Linked DNA regions of Sus scrofa: region 1 is linked to region 2. The links are chromatin contacts, called in public Hi-C maps. All regions are on one chromosome and are shown on one strand. The core of a region is the stretch at or near the end of the contact, and the rest is flanking DNA. Distances in the headings are between cores, read along the strand shown.

Region 1 (2,700 bases), core at 109-2,608, 160 kb after region 2:
AGACGGGTTCCTTACCTCTGAACCACAACAGGAACTCCATAAATAAGGTACCTTTAATATAGAGATTCTACTTCCACCCTTTCAAACCCTTACAACCAGTTTACCACACTGTATCAGTTAGGCATTCAGTGGGGTTTTTTCTGAAGGCCCTAAAGCTGAAAATGTGGATCCCACCCTTCACTGCTTATTTATCCTTCAAGAATGTTCTCACTTATTCTTCAAAGTTAGTTCAAATAGGCCCCTCTCCATGAAGCCTTCCCCTCCCTTCAAGCTGACATTAGGTGCCACCTTCACTGAGCTCCCCCAGGTCTCAGGGTACATTTCTAAAGCAACCATCATTACTAACAATTTATAAAGCGTTTTTTACTTGTATTTTTTGGCCACGCCTGCAGCATGCAGAAGTTCCCAGGCCAGGGATCGAACCCGAGCCATAGCAATGACAATGCTGGATCCTTAACCAACAGGCCACCAGGAAACTCCCTTTCACTTGTATTTTGATTTATCTGGATTATGGTTAGTTTTATATATTCTCTCCCTAATAAGAACACAGGAACATATTTATTTGTATCCTTCACACCAACCACATACCTATACTACACGTAGAAATTCATTTGTGGGACGGAAGAGATACCAAAATTTCTACCGCCTGGAATATCTGCTAAATGAGCCTACAAGAGTGGCTGAGAAGACTCATGTATATAACTGGGAGTTTCCCACTCTGCTCCTCTAGAGTTATCAGCCTTGAGGAATGAAGTCAGCCCCTCTCTGAGGAGATCCAGTCATTAACTACACTTCGTTTATCAGTCACCAAACTTATCATTTCAATCTACCAACATCTACTTTCCCTCCTGTCAGTATATTGCTCTGTACCATCATTTCACAGAACAGCCAAAGGTCTCCTCCTTGACACCCCGCTTCTTCAAACCCGACTGCCAGGCAGTAGTGGGCAAGCCATGATAAATGTGTGCATCACAGCAGGTTGTGCATATTTCTGACGGCTGGGCCAGAAAGCCCCTTCCCCTCAAAGGTGTAAAACGCTGGGGCTGAATGCTGAGTCTTTATGGGGTCCTCTCAGTTCCACTGCTCCGTCTCCATCAATAGAAGAGAAATCTTCATTCAAATTTTAATGTGGACCTTAGTAACCCTAAGGCTAGACTGTGGAAAGAATTCAAGTTCTGAGGCAGAGGAGTTGAAAGAAAACGTATAGTTACTAATCTCATGCACGTAGTCCTGACCAGACTGAAGAGTCAACTTCATCTTGGGAAGTCGAGATAAGGCGAGCGTCTAAAGTGCACTGGGCTGTGTGATAAAACCAGGCAGGGCCCGAATATGCTACAGATCACGCACAAGGTCCAAAGGTGAGAGGTCTGTTCTGCTTTCTAGATGAATGCTGTCAGCATCATCCCATTTCCCACCAATGGTTTATACGGCAGCCAGGTAGAGATTTATTAGCTCCTCATAAAACATAAATATTTTTGTGCATACCTCATCCTGCAATTCATTTATATATCATTTTTATATGAGCGTCTCCTGTGTACTCTTTGTGTCTGCTCTTACAACCAGCAAACACACATGATGCAGCAGAGCAAGTATGGAAATCATGAGGGGAAATTCCAAGAGTGGAATTTTGATGAACCGAATCCAGTTATTTATTGGCTTCATAATTTTTCTTCTACTAGAAGCTGCAAAAATATTTGACCCACGATATAATACTGAAAATATGATATGCACATAGACGTGCAAGAGGCATGCCGGAAAAAAATCTTAATTCTATTTGTCTAAGGGAAGTTTTAGAAACAATGTATATCAAGTGATGATATATGACATTCATAAGCCAGTACTAAGGAGAAAATATTTGACCTAAAACATTTCTCTTTTATTTATTTAAGCTGCTAAAAAAAAGAGGAAGCAGGAAGAGATTATTTCTTTTTTCTTTCTTTTTTGGGGTTAGATTATTAGAGAGCCCTCATGTGGTTACCATGGGTCAGTGCAAACTAGCAAAGTGGAGTACAGTTCAGTTTGTAGTAATTCTTAATGCTGTTCATTTATTCTGGGCACTTAAGAGTACATAAATCGACTGTCGTATATATTCTAATTTTAAAGGGTATTAATGAGGATATCACAATCCCGTAGCCTTGGCTGAATATTTTAATCTAATCCAGGAATCCTCACTTTAGAAAATTCCTATCCTTAACCTAATTTTAGCCCCATCAAAGTTACATTCATTTTTCCCTACGAAGCTGCCCTTAGGTATGCAAAAGGGCTCCTCCTCCTCCTCTCTCTTGAACATTTTATTGCATTATGAATTCTCTCTCACCATCCACTGAGCTTTTTAAAAAATATTTTATAATTTCTTCATTCTTTCCTCATCTGTCCTATTTTTAAAATTTATAATTTAGGCTCTATGTGTTGCCAGAAAAGCCCTGTCAACATTTTACTATTTTCCAGTCTCCAGATGACAGGCTCTAAATCAAACTAGAAAAACAAAGCAAAGCAATAATAAAGAGGCAGCACAACTGCACACACCTCGGTACACCTATCTACTGGTAAGTGGGTACCAAGGCTGGGGACTCACCTCGCCTGCACTGTGGCTGCGCTGCCTCGTCAGATGCTGTCGATGCACCAGCGCACTCGTGGGTCTGCTGCTCTGGAGTGGGAGCCGGGGGTCAATGAAAGTGGTGGTCCGGGAGTTGTGGTCAA
Region 2 (2,700 bases), core at 194-2,693:
TAGACTGCTGCCAGTCCCTCCCTTAGCTTTCCACATGGATGACCAACATGCAAAAGGACTTTGATATTCCAGCATCCAGAGTTCTGGCCAAGTCCTGGTGGAGGCCTGTAGAAGTGATGAAGAGAATAAAGGCTACTCTGAAGTAGATAACACCTGGCACCATCACTCACTGCTCCTCAGCCCAGGGCAGAGGCTCTAGGGGCACTCTTGCAACCCAACGGGCCAAGAAGCTCTTATACTTCCCCAAATTCAAACTGCCCCATGTAACATTGTCCTTGGCTCTGCAGATCCACGAGACCATTTATTAGGAGTTATTAGGACTCCCTGGACTCTCTGTAATGTTGTATTTATATTTAAAAACACACTCTGGCTCAAACTTCAAGGAGGACCCCCACTTGTACAAAGGGCACTGTTGAACTTGCTAAGGGGTAATCACTTCTGGGATTTTGACCCACTGGAGAAAGGCAGAAAAGGCAGTGCAGGAAAGGGACTGGGTGATAAAAGCTGCAGTCAGGACAAGAGGTGGCCCTGAGGCAGACTGGGACTTGGGACCCTAGGCTGCAGTGCTTACCTCTGGACAAACATCTCCTCAAGCAACAGAACACAAAGAAACTATAAGGGAATAAAAATAACCACATGCATGCACAGTTGGGGCAAATTATGAACAAGATGCAAAAAGACCAAAAACCCAACTGCCACTTCTGAGGTATCTGGGAAAAAAAGCAGGGTACTAGGCATAATTCCTGCACCTGGCACCATCAAGGGTGGGCCAATTGCCTAAGTCATCCATCCAGCCTGACCCTGGGCCTGCCCCTACCCTCACCCCACTTAACAGACCAGCTCTCGCCCCCTCATGGAGCAAGGAAGAGCACCTGTTACTTGATCTCGTTCCTCATGCTATGCATTATGGTATGAGTCCCAGCAAAGCCTTGCCTAAATTTCTCGTCTAGCCTTTTATCCATTTCTCTTGAATGGCGATGCCAAGGACCCAGGTTGGTAACATCCCCTGACACTTGCCTCCTTTCATATTTCAACTGTGTCAACTACTTCCAGCCCACATGTCTCTGGATGTGCCCGAGGCATGGTTTAGGCCACTGGAGCAGAAGTCCTCCCCAGCAGACAGTCTGGTTACTGATTAAGTGACTCTGAACCTTGTTTGGATGTTCAGACAGTAAGAAAGAACACAGCTTCAATATGTGCATCTAGTCAATTGAGCCTCCAGGCTAAACAATCCTACTTTTCTTAAGAGATGAACATGGAAATGGTCCCATGGCAACAGGCATGTTGATGCAGGTACGGTTTGTTCACTAACTCTGACACATGCGAATCGGATTCTGACCTGAGCCGATGTCATGAGAGCAGGAGAACTGGGCTATCTGAGCACACACTCTGGCTCGGCCTCCTGAGACCACGAAAAGTCAAGGTTTGAATCCCTGTGTCAGTGACTCAGCTCTGCTTCTGCTCTGGGAAGATAAATCGGGTGCCATGTGCTTTACTCTTGGTGAAATAGGTTATTTAGGGAAAGATGTAGAAAGTAACTTCAAAAAAATTCCAGTCAATATTAAAAGTCCTTATCAGAAAAGGTGCATGTTTGGGCCATGACAAGAATGTCTTCCTTCCTTGTGAAAAAAATGTTATCTTCAAAGTTGCCGAGAACTGTTTACAGCATGGACCCTGTGTATCACACTGATAAGGGGGGAGGCAGACACTACTTCCAGTGACACTCTGCTGGGCTTTGGGGACAGCACGCCCCCGCCTCATGCGCTGCCACAACAGTACCAGCCAATGAATGGTCCCAGGGCCTGTAAGTTCCACATGTCAGGACATACCTGGGGTTCACCTGGGGAGTTATTTGCCATAAATGTGTCAGACAGCTTCCCTTCTGCACTGTGTGGGGGGGTGTGTCACAGGTGGGAGCCCCATGGTTCCCTCTCATCTCCTTGTGCCTACAGACCTCTGGCCTCAATCAGGGATCAGGCAGCAATGTGCTCTCAGCAGTTAGCCTCAGGCCTAGGGATGATTCATGAGCAGCCCGTCCACTTGACCAGTGATTGGTGTAAGGATCACATTAAAAAAAAAAAAAAAGATGAAGAAATAAAGAAAGAAAAGAAAAAGAAACACTGTTAGAGGCTTTGTAATAGGCTTTCCTTCCTAATAAAAGGAACCTTGACAAGACTGAGCCACTGAATTAACCCATCCTGTCATCCTACCTCTGAACTTCCTGTCTAGGGAGAAGATATACTTCTTAAGATTTAAATCCCATTGGATATGGTGGAAATTGCAACAAAAAGCATCCTTACTGGGTGAATTTGCTGTATAGCAGAAATTGACAGAACATTGTAAATCAACTATACTTTAATTAAAAAAAATTTTTTTTAAGCATGCTTACTGGTTCTCTGTGGTAGGAACCTGAATTTACTTTCCATCTCTGGAAGAGTGTTGCAAAGCCACAGGCTATCAGCTTTTATACAAGCAGAGAAAATATACATGGGAAGCTATGTGAGCTGAGGCAGTTGTAGCTGAATTTGCTCATCTGTAAAATGGATTTAGAAGTAGTAACAATAGGATGATTAATTTAGTTAGTACAGACAAAGCTTTTTTTTTTTTTTTTTTCTTTTCCCTTTTCTTTTCTAGGGCCGCTTCCTGCAGCATATGGAGATTCCCAGGCTAGGGGGTCTAAACGGAGCTGTAGCCACCGGC

Evidence for each region. A called contact is a pair of places that touch in the nucleus more often than the background predicts.
Region 1: a contact with region 2 is called in a Hi-C map of fetal liver, with 2.1 times the contacts expected there. The contact joins two enhancer-like sites. A contact is called at or near these places in 25 of 47 Hi-C or Micro-C datasets (alveolar macrophages, blood, brain and 14 more) and 2 of 2 datasets of contacts at active chromatin or transcription factors (alveolar macrophages and skeletal muscle).

What each region holds. Positions count from the first base shown.
Region 1 is chr15:100,168,148-100,170,847 of Sscrofa11.1, forward strand. HECW2 (HECT, C2 and WW domain containing E3 ubiquitin protein ligase 2) reads right to left here. Exons shown (of 28, transcript NM_001198924.1): 14 at 2,576-2,700. Among named protein-coding and RNA genes, the nearest start is that of STK17B, 100 kb to the left of the region's middle. Within about 2 kb of position 1,359, at least 13 of the 83 cell types and tissues checked have an H3K27ac peak or open chromatin away from gene starts, as enhancers often do. A contact at or near this core is called in fetal liver, where this site is marked.
Region 2 is chr15:100,004,393-100,007,092 of Sscrofa11.1, forward strand. No RefSeq gene overlaps it. Among named protein-coding and RNA genes, the nearest start is that of DNAH7, 18 kb to the left of the region's middle. Within about 2 kb of position 1,444, at least 4 of the 83 cell types and tissues checked have an H3K27ac peak or open chromatin away from gene starts, as enhancers often do. A contact at or near this core is called in fetal liver, where this site is marked.